6 separate regions of the Mus musculus genome follow, and all the other regions are linked to region 1. The links are chromatin contacts, called in public ChIA-PET, HiChIP or PLAC-seq and promoter capture Hi-C maps. All regions are on one chromosome and are shown on one strand. The core of a region is the stretch at or near the end of the contact, and the rest is flanking DNA. Distances in the headings are between cores, read along the strand shown. Region 1 holds the start of Gsto1 (glutathione S-transferase omega 1). Region 2 overlaps Sh3pxd2a (SH3 and PX domains 2A). Region 3 overlaps Sh3pxd2a (SH3 and PX domains 2A). Region 4 has its middle 8.1 kb from the start of Gm41858. Region 5 holds the start of Stn1 (STN1, CST complex subunit). Region 6 has its middle 18 kb from the start of Slk.

Region 1 (2,846 bases), core at 200-2,699:
GGCAAAGTTTCCTGGTTTAAAATCGGTCTGTGAATAACGAGTAGTAATAGACACTATCTGAAGGAACCCCTCTCCCCGTAAGGGCCCCCACCCCTGTTATGGTAAAGTAATTTCAATGTTGCTTGGGAAATCCTGGTGCGAAATATAATTCTTTTCCACACTGAGTTTCAGTAGGAAACACATCACACAAGGCATTGTGCCCTGTTCTTGGACTCTCTCGTTGTATTAGAACAATAAATATCTTTTATTTTTTTCAATTCAGTTTGAGTTTCTTTGTTAGAGTGAAAGTTCCAACTAATATAGAAAAATTGCTTTTTAAGAAAAAAAAATACGTTCTTGTGTTCAAAACCAAATCTCCTATCCAAATGAAATTAAAATCGTTACAAAGTGACAATTAATTTTCAAATACTTCCTTAGGTTACATATTTTAACATTTAGGGAAAAGAACTGCCTGCCTAGCCAATTCTCCCCATGGACTAAAAGTCGTTTACGAATTGTAACTGCATACATGAACTTTTTCTTAAGGGTGAGCTTCCAAACAGAAGGTGTCTAATAATTGTTCAAAAGATCCCCCAAGACATTGGAAGGGAAATGGTCCAACGAACATGGTATCGGGAAAAGCCAAGAGACTCACCAACTGTAGATAACCCGTAGGTCAAAGACTGTTTGGATATGGAGGCTTTGCAAAGGCTTGACTCTGACACTTCCTTGTGTTTACAACCTAAATGACTGTGCACACGGCTCAGAACTCTGCTAGGCGGGTGACCTTTGTGCAACAGCGAAGCAAGCCTCTAGTTCACCAAGAATCCCAGGACCCGAGCTGAGACAGCCACCCCAGGGTTCCGCAATCTAGTGTAAACCACCAACCTCACCGTGGGGGGGTGGGGAGGGGAAACACGCTTTTTTTGAGCCCCAGACTGCTTAAACAGGCTGCCCTAGAGCCCTGGAGTCCATGACAATTCTCCCCTTGAAAAGAGGGTGAGCAACTAAAGTCTCCTACAAAAGGCTGAGAATATTTCCCCCTGACCACAAAGCCAACGCCGCGAGGGGTTGAAGCCCAGCCGCCAGCGGCTCCGGAGCCATCGCCCTCGTCCTCACCGGATTCCCTTGGCCTTCAGGACCATCAGCGTCCTCTGAGCGAAGGGGCAGAACCTCATGCTGTAGACGCGGATCTGGCCCTCCGGGACCGGGCCGGGGGGCGCGCTTCCTGCAGGAGAGAGGAGACAGTCACGGCCCGGATCGCACAGGGATCCCGGGCATCCCCGGTACACGGTGCGTCCCCGACACCAGTAGCCTCACCCTTCCCCAGGCTCCTGGAGGATTCTCCCGACATCGCTGAGCCGCCGTGCAGGCCGAGAGCCACGCGGGTTCCGCTCCCGTTTGCGGGCGACTCTGGAAGCACGAGGTCTTGTACACTGTCCTAGAACTCAGCCCCGCCCAGACCGCGCCTCCTGGCCGGGAGCCGCCCCCGCCTTTAAAGGGAAAGCATCGGCCGCTGCGATCCTGGATCCTGATGCTGTGTGACGTTAACCGGTGGGCTCCCAGGTTCGCTGCGGAGGTAGTGCAAGGAGGAACAAAACCACAGAGACACACACCCCGCCTCCACACAAGGGGTCTTGTGGTTTCTTGTGTCATGTGATGACCACCTGGAGCCGGCCAAAGCAGAGATGCTCAGAAAGAGCCACCCCATCCCTCCAGGCCGAAGGTTTCCTGTCTGCCTTCACACAGGACTCTGGCCCTGACCTCCATACCTCCCACACCCACTCCACTGGTATGTGAGCTCTAGCTCTGCCCCCAAATTTCCAACATTCCAGAGGGGTCTAGGAGGTGGTCTAGCCACCTGGACGGTCTTTTCTTCTGTCAGTACTAGCTTACTATAAGCTGCCATCCCTATAGTCACCTACAGAGGCACATTTCGGCATATAGAAAAGAGCACACATCTGGATGTTATTAGCCTCCGGACGCAGTTGTGCTTTCAAAATTCCATCCATAAAACATTTGTCTGGAAGCCTAGAAAGAGCACACGCTGGTTTAAGCACAGTGGGCTGAGAAAATTTAGCCTTTTGAGTCCATAAGAAAAAAAAAAAAATCTGGCCAGAGGGCTTGCGAAAACTGCTGTCTTCTTATTCAGGCATGAGGAGAGTTTGCCTCCAGGATTCGCAAAGCTCATGGATAAAAGCTACTAACTCCGGGGCTATTTATGAAAGAGCATGCCTGGGTTTTGTTTCCAGCTCTATTATTGGAGAAGCAGAGAATGCCCTTGGAGCCAGCTCCAGTTTTGATCCTGGCTTCTCCCTGTGCTCACTAGAACTACGGAACAAAATGCCAAAGTGACTTAAATGACTCATACGTCTAACAATTGCGGCCAGGAAATGGCAGCACCCTAGCAGGCAGGGCTTGCTGTGGATGAACTAGCAAACATTAATTCTTCAAATAAAGAAAGGAAAATATACAGAAAACCACTGTGCTACGTTACTGGTGGCCATTATAGTAGGGATCATGCCTAAGTCCTAGCAGCTGAGAACATAGCCCTCAAACATCTGGGCATATATCTCTACTGGCCACAGTCAAACTGCCACGGGACTATATATTTTGTTGTAGCTGTAACCTGAAGAGATTAATCTGAGTCGACTATATTGCAAGAAGACGAAAAAATTAAAAACCCTAGTGACAAGAAATAGTTTTTAACCTTCTACGTAATGTTCACCTTCACTGCCCAGATGTGTCCACCCGATGCAGCAACCTTCTGTAACTTTTCAGAAGAATGATGGGTAATTTCATACTGTCCAATTTATAATCTATATTGACAGGATCAAATTCAGGTTGTTGAAGGTCTTATCAACTGC
Region 2 (2,846 bases), core at 144-2,643, 500 kb after region 1:
GACGAGGATTCAAAAGCCCTTGTCTGGCCTGACCGTCACTCCAGCAAAGGTCAGTGAGGGCTTGGTGCAGGCCGAAAGGCTGTCGTCAGGGCTGACACAGGGTTTCTGGCTCCCTTAAACAAGAGCGTAGGGAAAATATAGGGGTGCCTCTACAGGGTGACCTGGGGTCCTGGTATTTTTCTCACATTGTGCTTTCTGTTCTCCCCTGATCCCCAGCCTTGGGAGGAGTTGGGGTGTGGGTGTCTCTCATTTCCACATACTTCCTGTCTCATGGCTGAGGCCCAGGTACCCTGGGGCATCTCCATCAGGACAGGTAAGCCCCATCTACCCACCCACGCAGGTCTATCCAGCAGGCAGGTGTTCTGCCTCCCCCAGGACGGGTGGCCCCTTTCTCCTCAAAGCCCAAAGGCTCATTCTGACCATAGCTGTCTACTCTTGAGTATAACCCCCCAGTTGGTGACCTCTCAGGGACAGTGCAAATCAGAGCTGAACTTAAAACTGGGCCTTCTCCACTCTGACGCAGGCCTTCTGATGGCACCAGGGAGAAGGCTGTTCATCAGCTGACTATATACTTTGTGAGGCCCAGGGGCCAATGTCCGAGGTACAGCCTCATCCCTGGCAAGGAAACTCAGTCTGAGGGAGGAAGGCACTGCAAGGGAGTGCTCACCCTGTGGGAGGCAGCAGATAGCATCACAGGTGCTGAACCCAGCTCCACCTCCACCTACTTGGTGCTTAATTGTTTAAGGCCCAGGGCTCTTCTAACAATGGCAGCTGCTGATCCAGTGGGGCAGGAGAAGAGATTGTGTAGGCTCAGGGCTTCCCACAGCACCGGGCCAGCCTGGTCAGGTGCTCGGAGGCTCGCATAAAGAGCATAAAGGCCTTCTACCTGAGACCAAGGGATGGTCAGCTACTCAAGTCAGAGAGCAGGTGGGGACACCTACCCGGAGGGAGTCTGCAGCCAACCTCAGGAAAGAGGCTGTCTCTGAAGGAGCCTTAGGAAGTGTTCTGAGAGGAGGTGGGTACAAGGCCATTACTAGCTCCATCGACACTGGCATCAGATATGGGGACAGAATCTGGGTGTCTCTGAGTTCCTCCTGGCTCTGATATCTTGTGGTCCTGTCAGAACTAGGTGCCTATTGCTGTGGTCCAAGTGTGTAACAACTTAGGTATAATGGCTATAAGAGCAGAAAACACAAGCAAGCAAGCAGAGAAACAAACAAACACTACCTCAAAGTGAGGAGCAAGCTTTCTGAAATCCCTAGGATCCTTTGCTATAGTGGTCTGTAAGGCGCTTAAGGTTGGAGTTTGAGCGCCAGTCTAACTTTGAGATCCTTAGAACCAGTGCCTCATTCCAGATCTGTGTGTATCTTTCGCCACCTGGTGGTAAGACTGAGTATTACAGCCACCTGCATTGGTACTGTCTGTCTATTGTTATTCTCCCAGGAAGCTGGTAATCCCTACTTCAGTTGAGGCAAATGGCTGTATCTCCACCCCCTCCCCACCCCCACCCCAAGGTGTATGTCTATAGAGACACCAGGGGTGGTCCTGGAGACTTTCCTCTGGCCTCCAGAGCTCCTGGATAAAACTCTAAGGATGGGCGCCATCTGGTGGGCACAGGAAGCCTGTTCCAAGAAGCACCCAGAAAAATCTAGGCTTCCTCCCACTAACTATAATCAATCCCTCTGGCTCTCTAGCAGGTAGCCAGCTTACTTGTCACTGGGGCAGAGGTAGAGGTGGAGGTGGGGGTGATCAAGAGTGCATACAGCTGACTTTGTGTCCCACCCAGCCTAGAACTGCCACTGACAGGCTGTGAGCCTGAGAGTCTAACTCAGTGCTGAGGCTCAGACGCTCCCCCCCCCCCCCCCCCCCCCGCCAGCTACATCCAGCCTTTCAAATGGTCTCAAGTGTACCACTGATGTGACAACTAGCAGCCCAGTCCCCACTGTGTGGCTATCACTACCAATTTCAGAATATGTTTACCACTCTTCCTGGAAAGTGTATCACCACTGCATTACGGCTGGTTTGCTTGCATGGATGTCTGTGTACCATTGGGCCCAGATTTAGTGACTGAGAGGGCCTTATCAGGCATACCACCGAGACCAGATCACCCCAAGAGCAATATTTACCTTGGCTTACCATCCGTCATACCCAGTTCTTGCAGTTCATTTGGGAGATGACACCGGGCAGGGAGAGAGGGAGGGAGGCAGCCAGTGTTAGTAGTAACAGCTCTGCAGGAGCCAGCAGCTCAAGCTATAGGCGTGCCTGACTCCAGGGATGCCCAGCACCCCTGTCAGCCCACATACAGCCCACTGGCACACAGCAATTGTGGGGAGTCCCAAAGGCCTGAGTGAGTTAGACATGGGTGATGTACACTGTGCTAAGGGTGACTCACTGGGCTTCTCTCATGTCCTATTCCTGGGAAGCCAACCTCCCCAGCTCTAACCCCAGGGCCCTGTCTTCCTTCTCTTCTCTCCCTTCAGTGCCTCATCGTCTGATTTACCCTCCCTCCCCATCTCTTTCACAGCCACCTTGACATCTTCTTTCCGTCTCACAGCCCCAGAGATAAGGAGTGAGCTCTTTTGAACCTGAGACCCAGTAGGTTCTCTGCAGATACAGTACTGAGTGGAGCATCTAGTTGGTGCTACTGTGAACATTGACCCTACCTAGTGGAGACTGGACTGGCACTGCCTCGGGGCACAAGGTCTGTGCTGCCTGGAAGAGGCAGGGATGCTCAGGGGGGCTGCACTGCTGGTGTCTCAGGTACAGTGGCTGAATAGGAAGCAATCTAACAGCTATCCAGTCCAGGAGGGCTCCTGCCATGGGCCTTGGAGAACCCATGGGGCCCA
Region 3 (2,846 bases), core at 113-2,612, 410 kb after region 1:
GGAGCCTGGCCCCTTAAAAGAAGTAGCCAGCATGGTGTTAATACACACACACACACACACACACACACACACACACACAGGTTTTGTCTGTTTTTGTTCAAGAAGAGAAGGCTGTATGGCTCCATTTTGAACACCAGAGGCTGCCACTCTCTGATAGACAGGGAAGAGAAGGAGGCTATATTCCAGGGAGAAATGAGAATAGGAGCTCAAGGCTTGGACCCAGACTGCTGGCTCACAGGTCAGAGCCAGCACCTCTGCTGTGTGGTCCTGGGGAAGTCCCTTCAACACTCTGCTTCACTTCCCTCGCCTTCGAAATGGCAACAGAACAGAACCTCTGGTGTGGCATCGTTGGGAAGATTGAACGAGAGGAGGAAGCCACGTCCTGCCAAGGCGTGGTCCTGCCCTCTCTGAGTAGACACAGCAGGTGGATTCAACTTTCCAGAGCCCCGGGGCCTCCAGGGCCTGATGGAGATATATTTAGAACACTTGCGAGGGCCACATGGTGTCTGTGACAAAGGATGGAGCCTGTGGCATGTTCTAGGGGGAGGGTGACCTGCAGGTGAGGGAATGCCAGCCCTTTTCCTAGCTGGCTGGCTATGAGCTGATGCCCGCCTACCCCAGGGCACTCCGTTTCCTCAGATGGATGGTGACGGGGACTTCCGTTAGGGGTGCTCTGAGAATCGTTGCCAGCATGAAAGCATGCAGGAAGCTTTTTGTGATAACCACTTAGCCAGCTGTAAGGCGTGATGAGGGGCCTTCATGTCAGATAGGGTTCACACAGAGCAGGGAGCTTGCTCTGTCCCTGAGTCAAACCTGGGAATGACCGTGGAAAGGAGACAGGGTGCTGTCATGCTGTGGGATGTACTTGTGATAGCAGAGCGGAGTTAGCATGTATTTGAACCCATGACTTAGCATCCGAACCAACTAAGGTAGCAAACTCCTCCTGGTAGCAAGTGCTGGAGGTAGGACTGAAGCTGTGAACCAGGGACCCCCCCCCCCAGGCCAGACAGTCCTTTGTGCGGTGTCTGTTGTCTCTTGTCACAGAGGAAGAGAACATGGTTTATACGGGTCTTTCGCTGTAATGGGAAGCGGTTTCTAGAGCCACTCAGAACGCACTAACTGGAAAAGACTTGATACACAGGTTTCCAGGAGCTCAGCAGGAATGGATGTAGCCAAGGAAGGCAGGAGCCATAGAAGTGGGGCCTCTGAAACGAGGGACTCCGATCCTATACAGGCTCACTCCTGGGAAGAAATCCACAGTAATAAAAAAAGCTCTGGGAGACAGTAGACATCCGAGTCTGCACAGCATAGGCAGGCTGGGAGGAACGTGGAAGGAAGGCACGGAAGGACCTGGCTGCTGGCCCCTGTGCCCAGGAGGGCATGCAGGACACACTGTTTGTTGTGAAATTTTTATTTGCAAAGCAGGGAGTTAGAGGTCCTGCACATTAAAAGCTTTCTGAGACAGTGTTTGAAATGATAGTGAAAAAATAGACATTCTTAAGGTAGTAAAAACACTTTTTGAGAAAATAAAAGAGGAGTGTGTGCGTGTGTATGTGTGTCCGTGTGTGTGTGTGTGTGTGTGTGTGTGTATGTGTGTGTGGCCAGCTTTCTTGAGATGTAATTCCTATAGTGTGCAAATGGCCCATGAAATCTATACAGTTCAATGACTTCTAATATTCACAGTGTTAGACAACTGCACTGTGATAGTCAACTGCAGAATGTGTCATGATGCCCCCTCCCCATTGGTCCCTAGCCACTGGCAACTATGAACACACCTTTTGTCTTTGGACCAGTATCTTCTAGCCATCACATATAAATGCAGTCATCTGTTAGGTGCTCTTTTATGACTGGCTTTCATTAGGAAATACTTTCATCCATGTCGCCTCTTTGAATGGCTTGCTGGGGTTGCTGGATTCATTCCTTGGGGCCCAGATCTTAGCACGGCCAGCCCTTGGTTGCAAGTACAGGCTATGCTGGAGCTAGCCCTCCGTCTCCTGTGAATGAACCCTCGCCCCTTCCCCGGCCAGCACATTGAAGGTTGGGTCTTTAGTACAGGTTCTGCTTTGCAGTTTTATTCTCAGCACTTCCTCTGCCTCTTAGAGCTGGTGGGGGAGGGGTGGAAACTGCACAAGGCCTCCACTGATCTGTCCCCCCCCCCCCCCCCCAGGGACCTTCTTTCCGGTAGTGGGTGGGGAAAGAGACAGAATAGCATCTTTATTTGTTTTTAATATTGCCCGACTCCCCCCAGCCCCTTTCCTAAGTTCTGGTCAGAGTCCCCATGGTTGTTGTCAGACTCCCTTCCCTTGAGACTCCGGGTTATGTGACTTCTCTCTTGGGGGCAGCCGATGGGGAAGTCCACAAGTGCTTTGGCTTCCTCCAGTGTGAAGTTAGTTAGACTCTCTGTTTTTCCTCTAGTTGGAGCTGGGCCAGCACAAAGCTGGCACATCCTTTAAGAGGCGGTCAGCTGCAAGTAACACGGCCCTGCAGAACCTCCTTAAGCATATGGAATCGGGGTATCTCCCATGCCTCCCTGTTTATAGGCGGGTGCTGTTGCAGGTGGGGCTCCCAGATCTCTGTGGGAAGCTGTTGTATCGGGGCTTACCTGCTCTGACCCTGGGTCAGCTCAGTGCCTGTTTGGGAGTAGAACCTGGCATTGAAGTTCTGATTGAGGCTACCAGGAGGCTCTGCCCCGCCCTAGACTCACTAGCTCCCAATTCATATCCTCTCCTGTCACCCTGCAGACCAGAGCGGGCATTTTTTGGATACCTTTTGGTGGCCTCTCTCTCTCTTTCCCTGTACTTACGCTAAAGCTGTTTCCACTGTCTGGAGTATGTGTTTCACCTGCC
Region 4 (2,846 bases), core at 101-2,600, 360 kb after region 1:
AACCTTGAAGGCAAGCCTCACCTTTCACCTTATTTGAGACGTGATCTCTTCCACTGTTGGATTCACTGTTGGCCTTCAAGCTTCCAGGGATTCCCCTGCCTCCTCCTGCCTCATCACAGGTGCACTGCGACTGAAGATGTGCACTACCATGTCCGTCTTTGTGTGAATTAAATGCAGGTTCTCACGACTATGCAGCAAGTGCTTTACCCACTGAGCCACCTCCCTAGCCTGACTGATATTCTTTAAAGACAGCGCCCCCCCCCCAACCAGGTTCTCTGAAAGAGCAGTAAGCTCTTCTCTCTTAACTGCTGCTCTGTCTCTACCCCTACAACATGTCTTTTCTGGGTATTCATTGTGCCATGATCAAACGTAGTGACTATGCTATACAGAAGATCTCCCGAGCCCATTCCTGGGAACAATCTAAGAAAAGGAACAGCATATCTTAAGATGACAATGAAATTTTCCCGGTTGCTAGTATATTACTCATACTGGGTATTTTGGTTTGGAATGAAGTGCCCCTCCCAGGTTTATGTGTTAAAGCCTCAGCCGTTGTCACTGTTAAGGAAGGTTTTGGAAACTTAGGGGATGGGCAGGTCACTAGACGAGGGGGGTGGGGTCCTTGCAAGGGTATCTCCTCCCTTGCTCCTTTCTTGGTTGCCATAGTGTGAACTGTCATTCTTTGCCAAGATTTCCCCCTGCTGTTGTGGACTGATGTCTCTGGAATCACGAACCATAATGCATTCCTCTTTTTAAAAATCCCAGCACTTGGGAGGCAGAAGTAGAAGGAAAATAAATAAATAAATAAAGGCAGGCTCTCACTATTATTGACTTTCTGATTCCCCTGCATCAGCCTCCGAAGTGAGGGATTACAGATGTGCCTCTTACAGATGTGCCTGGTCTCTTTAAAACCAGCGGTGCTATTACCCGCCCATGGATGAGACACACTTCAGACTCCGTCACCATTGAGATAAATGCAGAAAACCGTGAATGCCTGTGGGGAAAGGGCTCGCTTTACGAGCCCCGCAGCTTTAGCTGGAGTCGAAGCAGGCTTAGCAGAGCTGCCATCTACATCTCCCAGCCTAATCACCCTAAGAGTCTGGGATTTTCATTTTCACCAGTTGACTGGACTGGTGTAGCTAATTGGGGCACTGGGCCACACCCATTTTGATCGCCTCTGCAAGGAAATGTACCCTAGGGGCCGAGGGTCTTTATTTTTCATTCTGAGGATGGGCCATGAATAAAGGACTCGAGGGAAGGGAAAGGGAGCACGGAACACACTTCTATTATGTCCTTAGCTCTGCGTCTCAGAATAATGGCGGCCCTGCATGATGTCTGCGGCAACCGCTGACATCCGTGCCATACTGAAACAAGTGGACAATGAATTTACTCTCGGATGAGTGGCATGCTCCTCCACTGAGTTGTTAGCATAGCCGTTGTTTTCCCATAGCCCTTTGTAAGTAGCAGGCAAGCTTTACCTCAGGGAAGCAGTGTGGAGCTGAGTTGGGGAGTTGCTAGTGCATACAGCCTGGGGAGTGTTTTCTGGAAGCCTGGAGCCTGGGGAGGGTTTCCAGATAAGTAGACCCCGAGGCAATGCAGACTGGAATGTCTTCTCTGACAGTCCCGTGGCAGAGGCCAGGATGACAGGGCTGGGATTGCAGGGGTGGGGATGGCAGAGGCTGAGATGGCAGGGATGGGGATAGGAGGACTCCTGTGCTGAGGCTCTGTGATGTCTCTGAGAAGGGCGGGACCTCAGCCTGGGTCATAGCTTCAGCTAAGATTCCAGGCCTAAATTTGCTAAGGAGGGGACCACAAATGTCCTGTCCTGAAGGGACATGAAGTTTGAACCCTGCTCTATCAGCGTAGGCTTTGGCCTCAGAAGGATGGTAGCTCTGTCCTGTTCTCCAGCTGTTTAATTCTAGAGTCCCATGGATCCTCAGGGAAGGGTGAACCTGTCTCATTCACCCTCCCACTACCTCCCGCCAGCCTAGAGGACAAAGGCTCGCCTGAGACAACTGAAATTAAAGAAAAAGGAAATGACAAGTCTCAAGCACTTGAGTTTTGAAAGTAAATCTCATAAAGGCACAGTTAGAAGAAATTCCCGGTAACTCTCAGAATGAGGTCATTCTACACGCCTGTGTTTCAGAATGCTGTTTTGAGTGGGAAGGAACGGCATAATGTCACAGTTTGGTTCTGGAGACATTGTTGGTTATTCTCCCAAGGACAAAAAAGCCCGTCCTGCATCACTGCAGAAACACAATTGGAAACCACTCCTTAGAGACGGTGGGAGAGGGGTTGACAAGATGGCTCAGCGGGGATAAGCAGTTGCCTCAAAGCCTAATGATTCCATTTCAACCCCCAGAACATACATGGTGGAAGGAAAGAGCTCATTCCTAAGCTGTCCCATACTCTACATAAGTGTTGTAGAACACAGAAACACTCTGTGTGTGTGTGTGTGTGTGTGTGTGTGTGTGTACAGTGTCTTGGCAGGGTCCACCCTTTTATAATCTACCCTGTCCCACAGGGTATGCCTTTGACATACTAATGAGCAAGGAAAATGACCTGTAACTCTGGTATGACCCTGCTTGCACCTGGCTATGCAGGAGCAAGTGGATGCTGGTAAGTGAGCAATGCATTCCAACTCAGAAGATGCCAAAAACCTCTGAGCCATGCGTGAGTCTTCTCTCAACATGAAGGAGCATGATGACTTACATACTGCAGTGGCAGCTGCTAGCCCAGCCCAGCCCAGCCCAGCCCAGCCCAGCCCAGCCCAGCCCAGCCCAGAAACTTCAGTATTGTCAGCAAGCTCTGCCTGTGCCTGCTGCATCTGCTTGCGTCTGGGCTTGCCT
Region 5 (2,846 bases), core at 188-2,687, 320 kb after region 1:
TGATACTATCTGTCAAAAAAAAAAAAAGTCTATAAAATTTGTTATTTGGCACCAAGTTGCCAAAAGAAAGGGCTCCTAGCATTGACTTTTAAAATATCGATCGGCCTTGAATGTTGTAGGGTGTTGTGCTGGTCCTGCGGGGTTGAAGATTTCAGGATCGTCCAGGAAGGCTTGGAGTCTGGGAGTTCTACAGGAGGGAGGCTGAGATCTTTACAAAGCTCCATGCAAACCCCTCAATCTGGAATTCTACAGCTCACCCTCAGCTTCGTTACCATCTACTCCTCAGGTCTGGGGCTCAGATCAAGAGGCACACTCCCCTCTAAAGAGTCCTCCATCACTGTAAAAGATGACATCAGGGGAGTCTGCTTCTATTTATACCACAAGGCGTGGCCCTCCCCCAGGTTGGCAGTAAACCCAGAGTCCAGCGCTCTAGCCCTGAGAGCTCTGAGCGTCATTTCTGAAAATACCTCAACTTCTGAGGACAGCGGAGACTGGTCCCTGGACTCCACCCTGGCGCAGAGGTGTGCAGTCCTGAGAATGTCACCCAACCTGTCTTTCTCTACCTGACAGGTGAATTGGAAGCATCCATCCTACTATGTTTCCTTGGGAGAGAACCTCTTCTAGTAGAGAGGGATTGGGTTTACACAGATCTTAAACTCCACGGGCCCAGCCATTCTGTGCCACAGAGTCTGGGAGACACTGTCCGCTCCTTCTGTGGCCAGGGCAGTAACTGAAAGCCATGGTTCTAATGACACCCAGTTTCCATCCCAGCCCTTCTCTGATAGTTTAGCAATGATCTCTTTGGCCTCCTGCCTCTTTTGCCGCTGGAGTGAGTGACCTGCCCTCTCCTAGGCGTGTGAGTCCCTGTGAGTAGGGAAAAACGTCTTTATTTATATGGGTGGAGACAGTGGAGACAGGGCTCCAAGGAGGTGGCCATGGTTTATACAAGAATTGTCAGTCTCTCAAGAGTTAAAGGCACAACATCCTGGAGGAAACCTCATAGGGGTGGTTTCCGTTAGAGACAAGACCTCTCATTCTCTCGGGGCCTCAGGTTTAGAGCAGAACATCTGCAAGCGAGACTGTAGCATCCCTACGATGTCAGGGGATCATTACCAGCTGTGAAGAAACAGTAAAATACCCCATTGCCTAATTTCGTTGTTTGTTGCTTTAATCAGTCAAGACAACCCCCTGCCCTACTTTTAAAAAAGAAAATTTAAGTTTGATCCCGTCCCAATTTCCTGGAACCGTCTGAGGGAATCGGAGTGACAAATGTGACATGGAAGGCGGGATTTGAGCAGCAGGAATTCCCGGGCTGGCTCGGGAATCTCCGAGATTAGGAGAGCCCCCAAGAGCCTGCGCAGGGTGTATGTAGACCGGGAAGGCGGCGTGGGCGGAACCGATACGTGGGGTGGGCGTGGCCTTGAGGAGGACGTCGGGGGCGTGGCCTCAGCGGGAGTGGCTGGCGGTAGCTAGGCGCGGGTGGCGGGAAGGAAATACGCCGGCGGGAGTGTGCTCGCTTCCTTCTCGCAACCGGAACTGGTTCGGCAATCTTGGCTGGCTGCTCCTGCTTCGGGAGAAGTTGTAAACTGCTCTGATTTCTGCCTCTTTTTCCTTTCCTCCGCTCTTCCCAGAGGTGAAAGGTCGAAGCTTGGATAGACACACCTTCAGGGCCCCCAAAGTCCACGGCCACAGGGACTCTCTCCATTACTCTCCGGATTCACTCGTTAAAACTCCTTTTTGGGGTACGCCTGTGTGTATGGTTATCCTCAAAGTGGAGAATTAGTATTTAGGGGATGTAGCTCAGTTGTTGGAGAGCACTTGCCTAGCCTGCACGAAACCTTGCATGAAGCCCTGCGTTCCATCCCCAGCACTGTATAAACCAGGTCTGATGGGACATGCCAGTAATCCCAGTACTGGAGGATCACTAGTTCAAAGCCATCCTCCACTACATAGCTAGATTAAGATCAGCCGGGGCTATCTGAGACCTCGTCTGAAAAGAAAATTTGGTGTTTAACTGATTCTCAGTTGGTATTTCGTCCGAAGGAGCCTCATACAAGGACTTTGCCATCTGCTAGGCATGAAGTTTGACAGGGTCCTGAACCCCTGTGTTACCCTCCTAAGACTTCTGGATGACCGTTACCCACACTAAACACCCTAAAACCTTATTTTTGTTTTCTTTTGTAGAGTCTTGGCTCTGGGTTAGCAGATGCCACAGCCCTGCCTCTTGATGGAGTGTGAATCCAGTCCAAGGGAAGAGGAGATCCCGCCCCTCTTTTGGGGTCTGGATCCTGTGTTTCTAGCCTTTGCAAAACTCTACATCAAGGATATCCTGGAGATGAAGGAGTCCCAACAAGTGCCAGGTATGTGGCCTGTCAGCTTAACGGACGCCCTGTGCTGCACCCTGACCCTCAAAGATACAGAAAGCCGGAGGCTTAGGGCATCTAAAGAGCCCTGTCTGAAAGTTATCTAGCCTCAACCTTGGAAAGAGTTTATTACTGTGATTTTTGTGCAAATTAAAGACAACCTAAGAATTTGAAGTTGATCAAACTTTGAGCTTTGCATTGAGCTCTTTCTCCCAACCTGTACATAACCAGATTCCAACGCTCGGATGATGGAAATAGAGACGATGAAGGGTTCAAAGCCAGCCTGGGCTACATAAGAGCTTTTCTCAATAAAATACATAACTAAAACCACATGTGCTTAAGGTATTCCATACTTTAAAATACCTAGGCTCCTTTTGGGAGCCTGTTTTTGAGTGGACTAGATAGGCAGGCTCCCAAAGTCTTAATGTGGGACTTACCTTTCTGGTTATGTGACTCACTTTCTGCAAAGTGTCCGTGTCCTCT
Region 6 (2,846 bases), core at 235-2,734, 290 kb after region 1:
GCTGCCCTGCTATGGGACTGGTTTCATCTTGATATATTCTGCATACATTGTTTTTCCTCTTAGCATATGCAGATACTCAGTGTAGCTCCGAATTACTTCACTATACCACAGTTCTAGCTTACTCTTAACTAGTCTTCCCTACATGAGGACATCAGTGTTACATGGATGTTTCCCTTCCACAAATACTAACTTCAAAGAACTGACCCTCCAATACTCTTTGCCTAATGGTATAGTATTATAGATATAAGACAAATTCATAAACTAGAATCTAGAATTCTTGGAACAAAAGCTAAGGGGGATTTAATCTTTTACAAATATTGCCAAATAACTTCTCCCTGCCCCCCCCCCCATCCCAACAAAAGGCAGTGCAGGTTTAAACTCCAAAGACTGTCAAAGCCAATGAGAGAGACTGCCTCTGTCTTTGTAGCCTCGTCAGCTTTAGACAACAAAACCTTTTCATCTTTGCCAGCAGCAGATAGAAAACATTACTTTTTAGGGTTTCCATACACCCATGGTGTCTTTGTATGTAAAATGTCTACGTGAAAGGATTTTAAATCTTCCCCTTATTCTGGACTGCTGCAACTGTCTAGACAGGTAGTCATGTCAGAACATGAGATCTGCCATTCAGAAGGTTGTGTCTACCCAAGTTGTCCCTTTGGCCAAACAGCATTGTTCAGCTTTCAGGCCAAGCCGCAGGCAGTAGAGAGCCAGGGCCTTACACTGGGTTTCTTCAATAACAGGTAAATATGTGTGTTCTAGTTTTCTCTCTCTCTCTCTGCCTCTCTCTCTCTCTCTCTTTCTTTTTATTATTATTTTTTTTTTGAGATATGGTCCCATTATGCAGAACAAGCTGGCCTTAAACTCACAGAGATCTGCCTACCTCAGCCTCCCAAGTAGCTGGGGCTTCAGGCACATGCCACCATACCTGGCCACCTTGTCTTTCACATTGTTGCTTCAAGTAACATTTCATACAAAAAACGAGATGTCACTGTTTCTCCAAACAGGGGGCCTGTTGCCTGCATCACAGTGCAAAATCTCCACTTTCAAGGCTGACACATCTTGGTCTTCGCCTACTTTTCTAGACTTTGTTCTCAGCCCCAAACTTTGATCATCTTATGTTCTGCACTGGCTGTTTGCTGCCTGCACACGAGGTTATTTATTCCTTACATGGGCTCTTTGCCATTGGTATAACAGTATTTTCAGAGCTGGCAGAGCTTCTGACACCTGCAGGCACTGGGCAGATAGCTGCTGAATCCACAAAGGAGCCAATACTTCCACTAAACCTCCTGAACACTTTCCCCCTTTCCTGCCCTTTGCTACCAAGATTTCCTGGACAGACCTTTAACACGCTCACCTTCATGTGACTCTTAATTCTATCTTTAACACCAATTCAAGTCACATGTTTCCTATTAAGGCAGTGCTGCTCGTCCTGGCTGGGAGTCTTCTCAGTTAAACTCACATGACTCGCGAGAAGCCTGTACAGTCAGCTCGAGCTGCACAAACTTCTGTGTCCTTAGCTATGTTTTATTTCCTGCTGTAAAGAGCAGTAACCATATCTTAAGGTCCTTTACCCTTTTACTACTTAATCCAGTCCCATATCCACTGTGTAGTCAGTGAGTATTTGAGACCTAGATCCACAAGTCAATAAGTCACTGTTTGCTTTTTTTGCTATCTTAACCACCGTCCACAGAAAAAAGCGGGAGGGAGGGGTGTCAAACAATGGGAAAAGGGGCTGGAGAGATGGCTCAGTGGTTAAGAGCACCGACTGTTCTTCTGAAGGTCCTGAGTTCAAATCCCAGCAACCACATGGTGGCTCACAACCATCTATAATGAGATCTGACGCCCTCTTCTGGTGCATCTGAAGACAGCTACAATGTACTTACATATAATAATAAAAAAATAAATCTTTTTAAAAAATGGGAAAGGGAGATGAGGCGCTAGTTTTAAAAAGTGTCAAACATTGGACTCCTGGTTCCGTGGGGTGGGGGCTATGAGGGAGGCACTTGCTTCATTGATGAGTGGACCCTCAAATCTACAGTTACCAAGGGACAACCATAAACATTTACAGCAGTCAAAGTTCAGGTTGTAAGGCAAAAATAAAAGAACTTTTTTCCCCCTTTCCACTTTTAATTTAATAAGTTAATAAAACGTTTGGAGAGGAGTTCCCCTTTGCAGCCTCTACAAAGTGGCATGGGCACCTCTGGAATACAGCGGAACAATCCCCATCTCTGAACCTTAAAATATTGATGTTATATGGCTATGTCCTATTTGCTGGACATCTGAGAGCTCCTCCTTTTCAGTCACTTCTGGAGTCACTCAGGAGCCTCTGGTCATCTGACCACCTGCCCAGAGCTAGAGAGACCAAGATGGCATCTTCGCATGTGTGGTCGCTAGAGTTGGGTGCCCATGGGATTCGTGCTATGTATACTATAGATCGGCCTTCTCCACTGCATGAAGCATCTCATGGGTTTAAGATGCTGAAAACATTGGCTGCAACGTATTTTCAATTCCACCACGATCCACACAGCATCACTTCTGCCTTGTGAGTCAAAGACTGTCACATGGACATCCCAGAGTCCACAGATGGGAAATGAGACTCTGTTTATTATCATCAGAACGGCAAAGTCACATTGAAGACCAGAGAGACGGCACTCACTGTGGCTGACACAGGACAGCACAGGCAGTCCTATCCGTTCCGCTAATACTGGTCCTCCTGCTAACCCTTCTACAGCCCAGTGAGTGGGGGCTGACTGCCACGCTGAAGGAGATGAATGCCTGCGTCTTCTTACAAAGGGAAGGAAATGTAGAAATACTGTCAAGGCAAAGGAAAGATAGTAGCACTCACT

The links. Promoter capture Hi-C pulls out the DNA fragments that hold promoters and counts their contacts. ChIA-PET counts read pairs in DNA pulled down with a chosen protein or histone mark. HiChIP or PLAC-seq counts read pairs in DNA pulled down with a chosen protein or histone mark.
Region 2: a contact with region 1 is called in a promoter capture Hi-C map of hippocampal neurons, with 6 times the contacts expected there. The contact joins the enhancer-like site here to the promoter of Gsto1 in region 1. A contact is called at or near these places in 13 of 39 promoter capture datasets (the 3T3-L1 cell line, 3T3-L1-derived adipocytes, the HPC-7 cell line and 10 more), 11 of 115 datasets of contacts at active chromatin or transcription factors (the NIH/3T3 cell line, T-cell acute lymphoblastic leukemia, bone marrow-derived macrophages and 8 more) and 4 of 9 other capture datasets (adipose tissue, embryonic stem cells, liver and 1 more).
Region 3: a contact with region 1 is called in an RNA polymerase II ChIA-PET map of memory CD8 T cells, with 6 read pairs. The contact joins the enhancer-like site here to the promoter of Gsto1 in region 1. A contact is called at or near these places in 5 of 39 promoter capture datasets (the 3T3-L1 cell line, the C10 cell line, liver and 1 more), 1 of 15 datasets of contacts at CTCF or cohesin (the NIH/3T3 cell line), 5 of 115 datasets of contacts at active chromatin or transcription factors (the NIH/3T3 cell line, embryonic forebrain, large pre-B cells and 2 more) and 1 of 9 other capture datasets (adipose tissue).
Region 4: a contact with region 1 is called in a FOXA1 HiChIP or PLAC-seq map of pancreatic cancer cells. The contact joins the enhancer-like site here to the promoter of Gsto1 in region 1. A contact is called at or near these places in 17 of 39 promoter capture datasets (3T3-L1-derived adipocytes, the C10 cell line, the SN4741 cell line and 9 more), 3 of 15 datasets of contacts at CTCF or cohesin (embryonic stem cells, large pre-B cells and pro-B cells), 6 of 484 Hi-C or Micro-C datasets (cortical neurons, memory CD8 T cells, nephron progenitors and 2 more), 15 of 115 datasets of contacts at active chromatin or transcription factors (the SCID.adh cell line, T-cell acute lymphoblastic leukemia, craniofacial prominence and 12 more) and 4 of 9 other capture datasets (adipose tissue, embryonic stem cells, liver and 1 more).
Region 5: a FOXA1 HiChIP or PLAC-seq map of pancreatic cancer cells shows a contact between it and region 1. The contact joins the promoter of Stn1 here to the promoter of Gsto1 in region 1. A contact is called at or near these places in 19 of 39 promoter capture datasets (the 3T3-L1 cell line, 3T3-L1-derived adipocytes, the C10 cell line and 13 more), 1 of 15 datasets of contacts at CTCF or cohesin (the NIH/3T3 cell line), 6 of 484 Hi-C or Micro-C datasets (B cells, embryonic stem cells, extraembryonic endoderm stem cells and 2 more), 23 of 115 datasets of contacts at active chromatin or transcription factors (the 230-238 cell line, DN3 thymocytes, astrocytes and 18 more) and 4 of 9 other capture datasets (adipose tissue, embryonic stem cells, liver and 1 more).
Region 6: a FOXA1 HiChIP or PLAC-seq map of pancreatic cancer cells shows a contact between it and region 1. The contact joins the enhancer-like site here to the promoter of Gsto1 in region 1. A contact is called at or near these places in 6 of 39 promoter capture datasets (the 3T3-L1 cell line, the C10 cell line, the HPC-7 cell line and 3 more), 1 of 15 datasets of contacts at CTCF or cohesin (the NIH/3T3 cell line), 5 of 115 datasets of contacts at active chromatin or transcription factors (the 230-238 cell line, bone marrow-derived macrophages, effector CD8 T cells and 2 more) and 3 of 9 other capture datasets (adipose tissue, liver and pancreatic islet).

What each region holds. Positions count from the first base shown.
Region 1 is chr19:47,853,576-47,856,421 of GRCm38.p6, reverse strand. Gsto1 (glutathione S-transferase omega 1) reads right to left here and starts at 1,449. Exons shown (of 6, transcript NM_010362.3): 1 at 1,300-1,449; 2 at 1,099-1,207. The coding sequence starts at 1,333. Gm30021 (predicted gene, 30021) reads left to right here and starts at 1,506. Exons shown (of 2, transcript NR_166768.1): 1 at 1,506-1,771.
Region 2 is chr19:47,355,293-47,358,138 of GRCm38.p6, reverse strand. The region is part of intron 5 of Sh3pxd2a (SH3 and PX domains 2A); the gene reads left to right. Among named protein-coding and RNA genes, the nearest start is that of Gm29834, 70 kb to the right of the region's middle. Within about 2 kb of position 1,393, at least 40 of the 459 cell types and tissues checked have an H3K27ac peak or open chromatin away from gene starts, as enhancers often do. A contact at or near this core is called in bone marrow-derived macrophages and hippocampal neurons, where this site is marked.
Region 3 is chr19:47,446,522-47,449,367 of GRCm38.p6, reverse strand. The region is part of intron 1 of Sh3pxd2a (SH3 and PX domains 2A); the gene reads left to right. Among named protein-coding and RNA genes, the nearest start is that of Gm52384, 7.3 kb to the left of the region's middle. Within about 2 kb of position 1,362, at least 105 of the 459 cell types and tissues checked have an H3K27ac peak or open chromatin away from gene starts, as enhancers often do. A contact at or near this core is called in liver, memory CD8 T cells and pre-B cells, where this site is marked.
Region 4 is chr19:47,491,980-47,494,825 of GRCm38.p6, reverse strand. No RefSeq gene overlaps it. Among named protein-coding and RNA genes, the nearest start is that of Gm41858, 8.1 kb to the right of the region's middle. Within about 2 kb of position 1,350, at least 65 of the 459 cell types and tissues checked have an H3K27ac peak or open chromatin away from gene starts, as enhancers often do. A contact at or near this core is called in the SN4741 cell line, embryonic forebrain, embryonic stem cells and 2 more, where this site is marked.
Region 5 is chr19:47,535,710-47,538,555 of GRCm38.p6, reverse strand. Stn1 (STN1, CST complex subunit) reads left to right here and starts at 1,437. Exons shown (of 10, transcript NM_175360.3): 1 at 1,437-1,742; 2 at 2,185-2,360. The coding sequence starts at 2,207.
Region 6 is chr19:47,560,784-47,563,629 of GRCm38.p6, reverse strand. No RefSeq gene overlaps it. Among named protein-coding and RNA genes, the nearest start is that of Slk, 18 kb to the left of the region's middle. Within about 2 kb of position 1,484, at least 18 of the 459 cell types and tissues checked have an H3K27ac peak or open chromatin away from gene starts, as enhancers often do. A contact at or near this core is called in the HPC-7 cell line, bone marrow-derived macrophages and pancreatic cancer cells, where this site is marked.